Linked DNA regions of Mus musculus: region 1 is linked to region 2. Evidence: chromatin contacts called from public Hi-C data. All regions are on one chromosome and are shown on one strand. The core of a region is the stretch at or near the end of the contact, and the rest is flanking DNA. Distances in the headings are between cores, read along the strand shown. Region 1 holds the start of Chit1 (chitinase 1 (chitotriosidase)). Region 2 overlaps Optc (opticin).

What was found. Hi-C and Micro-C count contacts between places; a contact is called where the count stands out from the background.
Region 1: a contact with region 2 is called in a Hi-C map of the C2C12 cell line, with 4 times the contacts expected there. The contact joins the promoter of Chit1 here to the enhancer-like site in region 2. A contact is called at or near these places in 19 of 39 promoter capture datasets (the 3T3-L1 cell line, 3T3-L1-derived adipocytes, the HPC-7 cell line and 11 more), 1 of 15 datasets of contacts at CTCF or cohesin (embryonic stem cells), 107 of 484 Hi-C or Micro-C datasets (the 3T3-L1 cell line, 3T3-L1-derived adipocytes, B cells and 62 more), 15 of 115 datasets of contacts at active chromatin or transcription factors (bone marrow-derived macrophages, craniofacial prominence, embryonic basal ganglia and 10 more) and 5 of 9 other capture datasets (adipose tissue, embryonic stem cells, liver and 2 more).

What each region holds. Positions count from the first base shown.
Region 1 is chr1:134,106,435-134,113,125 of GRCm38.p6, reverse strand. It overlaps Chit1 (chitinase 1 (chitotriosidase)), which reads right to left and starts at 1,884. Exons shown (of 12, transcript NM_001284525.1): 1 at 1,764-1,884. It also overlaps the pseudogene Gm8618.
Region 2 is chr1:133,897,355-133,904,413 of GRCm38.p6, reverse strand. It overlaps Optc (opticin), which reads left to right. Exons shown (of 7, transcript NM_054076.3): 3 at 632-764; 4 at 2,261-2,419; 5 at 3,224-3,426; 6 at 5,977-6,072; 7 at 6,444-7,059. The coding sequence ends at 6,614. Among named protein-coding and RNA genes, the nearest start is that of Optc, 6.3 kb to the left of the region's middle. Within about 2 kb of position 4,898, at least 22 of the 459 cell types and tissues checked have an H3K27ac peak or open chromatin away from gene starts, as enhancers often do. A contact at or near this core is called in the C2C12 cell line, CD8 T cells, Th2 cells and 3 more, where this site is marked.

The sequences.
Region 1 (6,691 bases), core at 635-3,134, 210 kb before region 2:
GTGTTCTTTGTCCCACCGCACAGGCAGGCACAGTGGCCAATTATTGTGGCATCCTACTCAAGTCTCCCTATCCTTTTTCATGTCTTTGTGCTTTTTTTTTTAAAGATTTATTTTATTGTTTTTGTTTGTGAGTCTGTGCGTGGGTGTGTGCCCATATATGTGGGTACCTGTGGAGATCAGAAAAGGGCACTGGATCCCCTAGAGCTAGAGCTACATGCAGCTATGGGCTGCACTGTTGTGGCTGCTGTGAGCTGAACTCTGTTACTCTACATGACATGAGAGCAAGCGTGACTCTCTTAACTGTTGAGCCATCTCCAGCCCCAGGATTTTTAAAACAAACAAGTATATTGATGGTTAAAATGGAGCCTCTTTCTCTGCACCCCCCGGGTATTGGTTATGGAGTGAGTGGGAGTCAGTGCTGTTTCCTGGTTCCTTACAGCCCCACAGTGGCACAGATGGAGGGCTTGGCTGTGCTGCTTGTGGGCAGGAGGGAAGCCCCAGAGAATGACCTCTTTCTAGAGCTACTGTGTACCCATGGCTTCTTTTCCATGGTGTGGTTCCCTGCCTCAACCAGCACAGTAAAGTCCTTGATTCCTGCATGTGACACTCAATTCTAAACCCACCAGCCCCCTGAGACTCTGTGATGATAGCTGTCTGGGCATTGTCTATTAGGTGGACAAGTGAAAGCTCTGGCCACATCGGTTATGATTTATTTTAATTGTCATTTTAGGGCACAGGTCTACTAGTTTGTTTGTTTGTGTCTTAGTTGGGGTTTCCGTTGCTGTGAGGAGACACCATGACCAAGGCAACTCTTATAAAGGCAAACATTTAACTGGGGCTGGCTTACAGTTTTAGAGGTTTAATCCATTATCATCATGGTAGGAAGCATGGCAGCATGTGGGCAGACATAGTGATGGAGAAGGGCCTGAGAGTTCTACATCTTGTTCCAACTGCAGTCAAGAAAGGCATCCTCAGGTCACTTGGGGGAGAGTCTCAAAGTTCACCCCCCACAGTGACACACTTCCTCTACCTCTCCTAAGAGTGCCATTCCTTGCACCAAGCATATCCAAACCACCACATTCTACCCCCTAGCCCCATAAACTTGTTCAAACATATGAGTCTATGGAGGCCATACCCAGATTAACAGAATGCAAAATATATTTAGTCCAACTTCAAAAGTCCCCATAGTCAATAGCAGTCTCAACAAGGTTAACTATCTGTTGTTCAACTGCAAACACACAAGCAATAAGCGTAGCTTGCTGAAAATCACCACTCCCTTAATCTGTTTATCTCCTCAAACACAGGATTTACCTACATCGCACTTCCCGATGCCCATTTTGTATTTTTCCTTTCTAAGCTTGCTACACTTGATCAAAACACTCTTCATGGGAGCGAACCAGAGGACAAAGTCTATGCTGGGCTTTTCTGAGACTTCTTCTGTCAATGCAATTAATCTGATTCTCTTTCTTTGCCTTCGCCTTAGCTTCAAGCAGACTCTTCAGACAAGGGCAAAAAGCAGCCACGTTCTTCAGCATAACTTCATAAGAATGTTCTCCAAGCAACATACTAAAATTCCTCTCCTCTGAAACCCCTTGAGCAAGGTCTGCACCATTCATATCACCCTCCAAACAAAAGCATGGTCAGGCCTATCATAGCAATACCCCAGTCTCTGGTACCAACTTCTGTCTTAGTTAGGGTTTCCACTGCTATGAAGAGACAAGGCAACTCTTATAAAAGCAAGCATTTAGTTGGGGTTGGCTTACAGTTTCAGCGGTTTAATCCATCATCATCATGGTGAGAAGCATGGCACTGTCTAGGCCGACTTGGTGCTGGAGAAGGAGCCGAGAGCTCTACAACTTGTTCCAACTGCAGTCAGGAGAAACTGACATCCTCCGGCCTCTAGGGGGATCTTAAAGGCCACCACTACAGTGACTCACTTCTTCCTACAAGGTCACACCTTCTAGTAATGCCACTCCCTGGGCCAATCCACACTACCACAGTTTGGCTTTGTTTTTATGAGACAAGGGTTCTCTGTGTAACCTTGGTTATTCTCAAACTCTAGCTGAAGACCTGAACTCACAGAGATCTGCCTACCTCTGCTTCCTGAGTGCTGGGATTAAAGAAAAGCCTGTGTCACCACCACCACCCAGCTTTTTTTTTTTTTCCAATTTATTTATTTTTATTTTGTGAGCATTGGTTTTTTGGTCTGCCTGCCTGTCTGAAGATGTCAGATCCTCTGGAACTGGAGTTACAGACAATTGTGAGCTGACATGTGGGCGCTGGGAATTGAACCCAGATCCTCTGGAAGAACAAACATTGCCCGTAACCACTGAGCTAACTCTCCAGCCCCTAACTGCTGCTATTTTTTTTTTAAAGCTTGCTACAAGCCATATGTTGCTACGTCCTGAGTATGCCACCCCATCCAGCTCACGGTTACCATATCTCTTGACTACAGCAAGAGGCCAGGCAGGGTAGCTGACAGGCAGGGCAGCTGACTGACATCATCTAGGCGTGAGTAGGCACACACTATTGTTTGCTCAATAGGAGAAGCACCCAATGGCACAATGATTTCCATCCTTAAGCAGAGATGGCTGTAATGTTTCTCATGCAATAGCTGATGAAGGTACAGAGGAACACAGAGGGACTCAAACCCACATACTATGGTAGGGGAGTGTGGGCATAAGAACCCTCAGACTCAAATCCCCAACACACACACACACACACACACACACACACACACACACACACACACACAGAGCAGCTAGGTAGTTTTAGACTTGTCCTTGACTTCATAGTCATATGGCCAACCGTGTGTGTGGGGGGTGGTGAATCTCAAAGAAACAAACTAAAAAGAAGAAACTGCCCTGATACATTCATTTGCTGCTAATTGGACAAACCCAGTCACATGACCATACCTAAGTGGATGGAAGTCTGGGAAATGTAGTCCTCCAGGGTTTTGTGTGTGTGTGTGTGTGTGTGTGTGTGTGTGTGTGTGTGTGTGGTGGGGAATACTGGAAGATGTATGTATCTTACCATGAGAAGACTGTTAACTGGAGCCTCAGAAGCACAGTACGTACAGTACGTAGTGGAGTCTGGAACATACATACACAACACCCACCTCCACCCACCCACCCACCCTCACTCACCCCCAGCCCCTCTTCTTCCAAACCCAGATAGTCTGGGATGTGCGATGACTTCTCTTGAGCCACCATGACCATTCCCATCGTCATACTCTTACTTTTAACCCCACCAGACTCCCAGAATCAGCTAGAAACTTTTTTTTTTCAGAATATGAAAATTTATTCCTATGTTTCCATTGTCAAATTTTATGATCTTGGCCGTTCTTTCTTGCCTTTGTATAGAGCCAACAGAGAAACATTGGCTACTTTAACCACCTTAAAGCGGACTCCAGGAACATCACCTACAGCATGACCTTTTCGACCAAATCCAGCAACCGGAACTTCATCATTTTCCTCAATGAAGTTCAGGCAGCCATCATTGGGCACGAACGCTGTGATCTTCTTGCCGTTTTTAATGAGCTGCACCCTGACGCGCTTCCTGATGGCAGAATTTGGCTGTTTGACCTCAACCCCTACTTTTTCCAGCACAATTCCCTTTGCATGAGAGGCGCCCCCAAACGGATTGGCCTTCAGGGCTGTGCCCAAGTGGGCTTTCTTGTACTGTCTATCATGCCACTTCTGGTCCTGTCGGTGACTGCGGAGCTTCCGGGCAGTTCGGAGACCACGACACTTGCCCATCTTGCGGGCGCCACGGGCCTAAGAGAAAGCTTTTTTGTTTTTTGTTTTTGTTTGTTTGTTTGTTTTTTTCTAGACAGGGTTTCTCTGTGTAGCCCTGGCTGTCCTGGAACTCACATTGTAGACCAGGCTGGCCTCCAACTCAGAAATCTGCCTGCCTCTGCCTCCCAAGTGCTGGGATTAAAGGTGTGTGCCACCACGCCCGGCTCTAGAAACTTCTTATGAGGGCTGATTGGGAATCTAGAGAACAGATACCCTCCACCCCTTATAAGGACCTGTAACTAAGTCTACTTAACAGATCCTGAGGCAGGCTACCCTGGTGAATCCACTGTGCTGAGATGCTCTCAGAAGGGTCTCAGGCATCTGAAAGCCAGCCAGGGGCAGAAGCCGAGAGTGGAGTATATTGTGCACTCTCGGCTCAGAGCCGGCTCTTGGTGGGCATCAGAGTCTCACATGCGTCTATTAAAGATTTCCAGAGGCAGACATCAACCTTTGGCCAGACAATCCTTGTTCACAAGTTTAGAGTAGAGCCCAGAAATCTTTCTTAGGTCATATCTTCTTCAACATTTATTTGAAGTTGTACATTTTTCTGGTTTACTTCCAAAGGGAGCCCCTCCCCCTCTCTGATAAAATTAAGACTCTGGCAAAATATCCTGTTTATCCTTTATGGACCCTGGTTTTTGACATAGTACTCACATTCCTCCATGTCACTGTGCTGATGCATTCGGTTTCTATACAACGCTAGGCCGTAAGGACTATTTTCCTGACTGACAATATGTCGGGAAACAGAGGTTCAGAGATGGAGCTCTGGCTGCCCAAAATAACACTGATCTGCTGAAGTGGGACCCGGGTCCCAGGCAATGGCTTCAGATCCTTGTCCTGTAATCACTGGGCTGCATCTTCCCCGGGTTCCCTGGGTGTCAGGTTGATCTATTCTAGGGTGGCTCTTGACTATACGAGAGAACCAAGGAGGAAAGGTGACCAAAAGAAACCCTCTCCTAGGTGACAACAGGAGCCTTGAGGATTGCGTGTCACTCACTCCAGCAGACACACAGCCTACAAAGGTCCCTGGAGAGGTAATATGACGTCCCAACTTGGAGCCCATGCTGCAGGTAGCCAGGACTAGATAGGAGTGGGGAGAGCCAGCCCCTAACTCAGTCAAAGCACTTACTGATGATGAAGGTCCAGCGAGCAGAGACCAAACAGCCAGTCCCATGAAAAGCAGCACGTGTGCTCTGTCCCGACTGTGTGAGACACGAGCGGCCTCATGGCCCTGGGCATGCTGAGCACAGAGGGAAGGTGCCCAGGAGTCCCCTGGTAAAGACAGGCCTGGCCCACGCTCTCTGAGGAGATTCTACGTGACCTCCAGCCATGCCCTGGGTATGTGATATGCACTTCAGTGCTCCCTGGTCATCTGGGGTGCCCCCCAACCCCACTGCCCTTGGATGGAAGCTTCTTCATGGGAGAGATGTCACAACCTCTTGTCCCAGACTTAAGTACCCCCTACAGGCCCTTGGTCTGTTAGGGGCTTTTTCTGTGGATTCCTGTCTCCACCCACCTCATGAGTAGTCAGTCAGCAATGATCGATGTCTGCTCACCTCAGCTGTTCCTGGCAGAATGGGATTGGAATAGGGAAATGGTTCAGAGCTGGCCGGGATGGGGTGGAATTAAGAAGGGAGTTGGTGCAAGTGAGATGGTTTAGTAGATAAAGATGCCTAAGGTAACCTGATGACGAGTTTGATACTTGGGGCCCACATGGCAGAAAGGACTTTGGGACCCGCACGACGGAAGTAGAGAACCAAAGTTTTCTCTGACCCCTCGCCCTTCCACTGTGTTATGTTTATGTGAGCGCACACATACAAACACGTACACTGTAAATAAACTAAAATGAAAAGTGCCGGGGAGTAGGGCTATGGTTCGGTGAGTAACCTGAACTTGAAGGCATTTGCTTACCAAGCCTGAAAACTTGAGATGAATTCCCAGGGTCCATGGTGAGAAGAGAGAATTGGCTCCAAGTGTTGTCTTCTGGTCCTCACAGATATGTGCAAACAAATAAATAATAGTGGTGTTGGTGGTGGTAGTGGTGGAGGTGATGATGATGGTGATGGTGATGGTGATGATGATAACTTTTAAATGAAAAGAGGAGTGTTGGCTGATAGGGCAAGATCTGGAAGGAGGCTGACACATGAGCTGCCTGTAACTCTCTGTGAGCACTTTGAACACCAGCATCTCTTTCATACAGCAGAGAGAGGACGCCTAACTTTGGAAGGATGGGCAGAACTCACTGTTGCCTCCTAAAATAAAAAGAAAGAGATCACTGGGCGCCTACATCCTTCATCTTCTCCATAGAGTGAGACTTTTCCCAGCTTTTAATGGGCCCATCTTGGGGTATGTTCTCAAAGTGACCAGCAGGGGGAGGAAGACCTCCATTTTGGTCCCAAGCGGCACTTGATGGGGAGGGACCTGTCTGAATAGGTACGCTCCAGGCCAGGTGTGACTCAGCCCAGAAAAGGAACCTGTCGTTCCAAGAAGTCTGAACTGAGCCTGGATGTTTATTTATAAAGACAATCACTATTTCCCACTCTGACTTCCTCTGAGAGTGTTTGTGATTGGGAGTCTCTCTCTCTCTCTCTCTCTCTCTCTCTCTCTCTCTGTGTGTGTGTGTGTGTGTGTGTGTGTGTGTGTGTGTGTGTGCATGTATAACCCTGTCTGTGTGCAGGGGAGTCAGCCTAAATCCTGGACTCTGGCTGTGACCACCAGGATGATCCCAAATCTTGGAGAAGGGAACTGTGGAGTCAGGGCCAGGTCCCCTTCTGCAGAGACAGAGAACATGTGCGCAGATACCTTCTGCAGGAGAGGGATCTATGAATGATTCCCATGAGGGACATTCATCTAGGATGGGCATAATCTGAGAGGCAGGCAAGAAAGGTTGACCA
Region 2 (7,059 bases), core at 3,649-6,148:
TTCTTATCCCTCCTGAGGAACTTGTCACTTACAGGCCACTACAAGAGAGGACACTAGCCACCGATATCTTACTCCATGTGGCACACTTGGTAGGACCACTCCCAGGAGGAGTCCTCATGGGGTCCTCCCCATGAGCCACGACATGGGGTGAGGGTCAGCAGTGTCTCCATGTTCTCCCTAAAAAAAGGGAAATGCTAGCTTGTGAACTTGTAGTCTGTCTTCCAGTCTGAAGTCCTCCCAGATCTCCTGTCCTCTGCAGAGACTAACTATGTGTGGCATGGTCCATCTGCGATGTGACAAGGGTCTGGGTAGAGAAAGGGAGTAGTGCCAACCTATACAATGGAGAGGACGGAATGAACACCAGCCTGGATGACCAGAGATCCAGACTTCAGCTCTATGTTGGGAACTTCTGAGCCCCCTTCCTCTTTTGACCTTAATGTCTTCATCTGTGTATGGAGTCGCTCAATGCTCTGCTCGATAAGGCCCCTTCCTTGCTCCATCTTTATATCTCCCTCCCTCCACTTATTCCTCTGCAAGAGTTTAAACTGGGTAATTGAGGTTTCCAGGGGTCATGGTTAAGTCCTTCTCAGGCATAGACCGGTCTGTGGTGTGCTTTGTGCTGTATCTCCAGGCTAAAATAAGCAATCTGACTCTTCCAACAAGAACTAGTCCCACTAGCACTGTGGCTCAGAAGACATTGTCACCAAACCTCACGATGGCCGTACCTACCACCACTGGCCTACTAAACTCCCAGAGCAGTCATGGTAAGTGCGTGCAATCAGAAGATCACAGTATTCATAGGTCACGCATGGGCCAAGCAACCTTAAGCTAGCACCAGGCAGTTCTACAGTGGGGTGTGGTGAGGGCTAAGGCCAGGGGGTCCTGGGTCTGGGTTGTCTTCTGAGAGCAGGAAAAGAAGGAGAGGTTGTCATGGTAAAACCAAGCACCACCACCATAAAGGGGGAGTGGCCGGCTGTCCCTGATACTTTTGTATAAATATTATGCACAAGTTGAGTGGGACGCAAAGCAAGCAAGCAAGCACTCCTACACCTTAGCGAAGCCACCCTACCTTAATTAACAGCATCACTTGGGGGAACAGTTTGAGTGGTAATTAGATTAGAGATGATTAAAAGCCTAGAGAGGAGAATAAGTAACTGTGGCTGTCACTTGGCATGGGAGCAAATGAAGCAGAGACACTAGCTTCAGTTTCAAATTCCCCCTTGTTAGCACCCCTCAGCCCCTCCCCCAATGCCTTCCTCCTTCCCTTGAGACTGGGATGCAGCACCCCTGACTCTGATCAAAAGCCTGGGACCCAGGAGGAATGAAGCTTATTCAGGAATTGCTGGTGCTCGGTGTCCTGTTCTCCTCTAGGATATTCGCCAGCATGGACCTGGGCTACTGAAGTGGGGATGGCCATGGGAAGTCCATTCTCATAGCTATAGTCTCAGACCTGAAGAGACCATAAAGGGTCTCAGTCACACCTGCCTTTCTTAGCCTTGGAAGAAGAAGGGCACAGAGCCTCGGTCCCCTGCCCTGGCTTGTCCCTCCTGCTGCTTCATTTTCTGGACTGTGAACTTTCTTCTGGTGCCTTTTGGATACAAGCCTCCCTCTAAGTCATCTCTGAGCTCTTGTGATAGCCAGGGACACTAACATTGGTCAGCTGTCTGAATTTCTTGACCATTGGGTGCAGAGAGAGCACTCGGGACAGAGAAGAGGCCAGGGCTGTTCTCCAGTGTAAAATCAGGATACTGATGACATCCCAAGAGGGAACAGATGCTAAGCAGGCACGGTCCGTTCTACCTTAGCTCTGCTATGCTTCCTGAATCCACATAGAACATGGCCAGCTCCTCTTCCAAAGACAGAGACAGCAACGATTGACCACTCCATATAATTCTAGCTTTTTCCATCTACACTGTACCTTTTGACACTAGAGAAGAGTCCTCTGGAAAAGAGATAGACAGAGGTCCTAGAAAGAGCCACATAAACTCAGAACTTAAAAGGATCAGGGTCTGATGAAAGCACCAAGGAGCCTTGCATTGAGTGATAGTTAGGTGAATCCTCTTTTAAGCCAGGACTGAGAGCAACTATGAGTGTTGCCTGGGTGCATTGTGTTGGGTGATTCTGGGGGGAGAAAACCATCCATCTAAGGGCCACAGATGCCCATGGCTTAGACATCCACTGAGGCAAAGATCACTGGCCACAGAAGCCTGAAGAGAGTCTGACCAGAGCTTTCCCTCTGTTCTGTCTTCTACTCGGCCAGGCCTGCCTACCTGCCTGGTCTGTGTGTGCCTTGGCTCTTCTGTCTACTGTGATGATGCAGACCTGGAGAACATCCCTCCTCTTCCCCAGATGACCACCTACCTATATGCTCGCTTCAACCACATCAGCCACATCCAGGCTGGAGACTTCAAAGGGCTGAGTGAGTTAGGCTTCGAGACAGGGTGATGGCAAGGCAGAGAGGACTGCCAGGGTACAGACACGAGCTCCTGGCTGTCAAAGGGACAGAGGCCCCAATTCTTCCAGTTCCTTTCCTTTAAGATTTTAAAATGGCAGGCAGAAGTAGCCAGTTCTTCTCATGAAAGATCTGGGGCACAGGAAAAGGAAGGTCTGTTCGAGGCAACATTTCCAAAAGGTTCCAGCATTGTTGGCCTCTGGGACAGACCTCCCTCCTGGCCTCCCACAGTTGGCCTCTGGGTTAGACTCCCCTAAGCTTCTTCTCTATGGCCCTGATGCCTTTAACAAGCTTTTTACTATTTCTTTGATTTGCTACTTCCTAGCATATTCTCTGTTTGAGGTGGAAGGCAGGAGCTGGCCTCCAGCTTCTACCTCACATTGTTGATAGCCTTTTGGGTCCTCCATGTAAAGTAAGCTGTGCAGGAGTGTGTAGGTGGGGTAGCAGGGTGAATGCAGCAATTCCTGAACTTATTGATTATTGTCCTTGGAGAAGGGGGTGGGAATTAGGGGGTGGAAACGAGTCTTTTAAGGTAGGTTAACTACCATAGAACCAAAGCTCTCGAGAAAGTTATTGTGGAATGCCATGTTTTTTCTAAAAGGAGATCTGATTTGGCCTCATTTCTTGTGGTCTGGACTTGGTGCAGGAGGTGAGCTAGTTAGAACTCCCTTGCAAAGAATGGGCCAAGTTATGGAGGCAGCACAGCCCACACGGGGCCAGGAGGGATAGATGCTCCAGTTTCACCCTGTGTTCTCTCCCAACATCCACCAGCAAAACTGAGAAGGATCGACCTCTCTGGCAACTCCATCTCCTCCATCCACAACGATGCCCTCCGCCTGCTGCCTGCCCTGCAGGATCTGATCCTTCCAGAGAACCAGCTGGCAGCCCTGCCTGTGCTGCCCAGTGGCATTGAGTTCCTGGACGTCCGCCTGAATCGGCTGCAGAGCTCTGGGATACAGCCTGAGGCATTCGTGGTGAGTCAGGACATCAGTCTGCCGTACGAAGTGCACCCTTCTCATGTACCCTGACCTCACAGCTGTTCATGCTCCACTCTTGTCTAGAGCCAAAAATCAATTCCCATTTTTTTTCCTTTTTCCATGTATGGTTTATTAAACATTCTCTAGAAAAGGGTGTTTTACATCATGCCATCTTGGTAGTGTCTACACCCTCTGCAAATAGGAAACCTGGTGCTATCAGGCCCCAGGATCCTGTTCATGGGGGCAGAACACAAGAAGCCAGTGCCGGCAGCTCCCCCTCCCCTCTGTGAGGATGCTGCTCTAGCGTTGGCCTTTATCTACGCATTTGCTCCTCTTTGTACCAGCGCCCCAGACCAGCTCATCCACTCTGTCCTTGAAAATTCCAGTTTGTCTGTGGAGCTCACTCTGATTCCAACTCCTACAATCCATCTTAATGGCTTTGAAGTCTACCTCTAAATAGTCAGTGACTCTCCATGGTCAGATTCACAAGAGACACAACTTGATGCGTGTCTTAGTTAGGGTTTCTGTTGCTGTGAAGGGACACCATGACCACGGCAACTCTTACAAAGGAGAACATTTAACTGGGGGTTTGATTATAGGTCAGATGCATGGTGGCATGCAGGCAGACATGGTCCTGGAGGAGGAGCTGAGAGTCCTACATCCAAATTGGCAGGCAACAAGAAGAGAGAGTGAGCCACTAGGTCTAGCTTGAGTTTCTGAAAGCTCAAAGCCCACAGTGACACACTTCCTCCAACAAGGCCACACCTCCTAAGAACATCATGGGCCTAGGCAGGCTATTTTTATTCAAACCACTACAAGGGGTTACTGGCTAGATTCGAATCATTTGACACAAATGTGATCCTATAGGGCTACCCAAGGAACAGGGCTAGCCAGAGCCCAGGCTATCCTCCACTGAAGACAATGGGAGAATAGACAAGACTGATATGTCCCAACTTGCTGGCTGCAGCACCTGGGAAGGGCCTTCAAAGACCAGTTGCTCGTGTGCAGCCTCTGTCTCTTTGAAGTACAGTCAAACCATACAACAACAACATTTCTATCACTACTGGACTACATGCATGGTGGTGACCCCCTAAGACAGAGTCATCTGTAACTTTGTAGCCCCTAAGACAAGAGTCATCTAGCCCTCTTGGTTTGTGTAAGTAATTTCACAATGACACATTTCTCAGAATGCATTCCTGTCCTTAAAGTAAGCAGTGTTCAATCATGTAGGCTCATTTTTGCAAGCCAATTCATATTTAGAAGTATCAAATAGATAAATAGTAAAAAAAAAAAATTACCATAGTGTGTGTGTGTGTGTGTGTGTGTGTGTGTGTGTGTGTGTGTGTGAACAAGGGTCTTGTTATGTAGTCCAGGATGCCCTCAAACTCATTCTCCCCCTACCTCAGCTCCCTGAGTACAGAAATAACAGGCCATCATCGCTGTGCTCACCAAGAGCTGTGTGCTCCTCAGCCTGTGCTCTTCTTCACAAACATCCTCGCTCCCTGTCTCCTGTGTGCTGTGGGCCTACAGAGGGCCCAGAGAACAGGCTCCGGGCCCCTGGTGGGATGCAAAACCTGCACACATTAGCTTTCTTGGCTGTGCAGGAAGTACTGGGATTGTCCGTACAGGGAGGTCTCTGGCTGTTCTAGCCCTCGAAACATCGACTGTTTCCATATTAGGAGGTGCTTCTCTGCCTTCACTCAGCCCTATTTTCTTGGCCAAGAAAAGGCAGGGGCTTTGCAGCCCTAGGACCTGAGCTCACTGAGTGAGTCACCTCTGATCTTGTTTCCTCGTCTACAAAACAAGGGTGATGAGGCCCACTCGACACAGCCGCTGCAGGACTGAACAGACCCAGCGTTTGCACAGATCACAGGATGGCTAAATGCAGGTAGTGGGTGCTCTGGGAAGAGGTGTCTTGTTCCTCAATGTTCTCTGAGCCCCCGCAGGCTGCTCTCTTCCCTATGTTCCTCTCAGATCAGCCTTTCCTGATTCTGACAGTGCTGTTAAGCTCACATGCGTGTGCCTCAGGTTTTGAGCATGCTCTTCACAGCCACTCTGAGTGGGACATTTGGGAGACTTTTCACCGGTGACAGAGACGTTGAGACTGAGCTGAAATGTCCCACGGTCCTTGTTTTTACCTGGTCCCAGCTCCTCCCAGCCTGTTCTAAAGGTTCCTGTATGTTACCCAGCTGCCTGCTCTCAAGGACAGCAGCTTCCCTTCCCCCTTCAGCATCCAAATGAAGTTAGGATTTGCAAGCCCCTTAAAGAGGCAGCATCCTCAGCTGGGCTTGGTGATGTAGGACTCAGAAAGATGGAGGAGGAGGACCACAAGACTGAGGCCAGCCTGGAATAGATAAAGAATTCCAGGTCAGCCTAAAGTACAAAGTAGGACTGTGGAGAAGGAAGGGAGACAGAGACAGACAGACATACAGGCAGAGACAACTCTACCCCACCAATTGGACCACCTGATGCTGGCCTACTGGGGCACTTCTTCGTGCCAAGAGCTTGACATGACCCACGGGTCTCCCATTCTTTATGTCCCTATAGGCGCTGAAGAAGCTGCAGTTTCTCTACCTGGCCAACAACATGCTGGATTCCATCCCTGGGCCTTTGCCCCTCAGCCTGCGCTCTCTGCACCTGCAGGTGAGCAGCCTTAACCAGACCAAGGATAAAAATATAGTGTGTGCAGTCGGTCAAAGGCAGATAACAGGGGAATGCAGAACGTGGCCATGGAAGTGATGTTCTCCACTCCTTTTTAAAACATCACCTCCCCTTACCTATTGGTATTTCACCTGCCTTAGGGCCCTGCTATGCCTACCTCCCGTCTCATCTCATCCCGTTAGGGCCTCCCCACTTCCCTCCTTCTACTCTTATCTTTTCTAATTTCTTTACTCTCTCTTCACTCTCCACAAGTATCCTCTTCTTGCCCTGTGTGGCCTCAGCTCCACCTACTTTAGCTTCTTCTCCAGCTGCACAGGAGGCTGTGAGCCTTCAATGCGTGCTGCTCCTTCCAGAATAACATGATCGAGACCATGGAAAGCGACACCTTCTGTGACACCGGGGAACACAGACATGAGCGCCGGCAGCTGGAAGACATCCGCCTGGACGGGAACCCCATCAACCTGAGCCTTTTCCCAGAGGCCTATTTTTGCCTGCCACGGCTCCCTGTGGGCCACTTCACCTAGGGCCACTGCTCTTCTCTTCCCAGATGGTGCTAAGAGGCTCACTGAGGGAGCACTATTTACCTGCACCCAGAAAGTCATCTGTAGCCCAAGTTCCAGGCAGCCTGTGAGCCACAGCTGCAAAATTGCACAACACGCACGCACACACACACAGAGACAGAGAGAGAGAGAGACAGACAGACAGACAGACACAGACAGACCGACAGACAGACAGACAGGGCCTTCAGCCACTTAATTTGCATTTCGCCCTCCTCTTTCCCTACACCTTATGGTTCCTGACTCAGAGAACAGCAGCATCCACAGCAGAGATCTTTTCCACACTCTCCACACCCATCTTCCCACACAGAATTCCAGGAGAACCATGAAAGAAAGGGATGGAAGAGGAGGCAGCGGAGGGACAGAAGCTAGGAGGGAGGGGGACGAGGGAGAGGAGGAGGGAGGGGAGGAG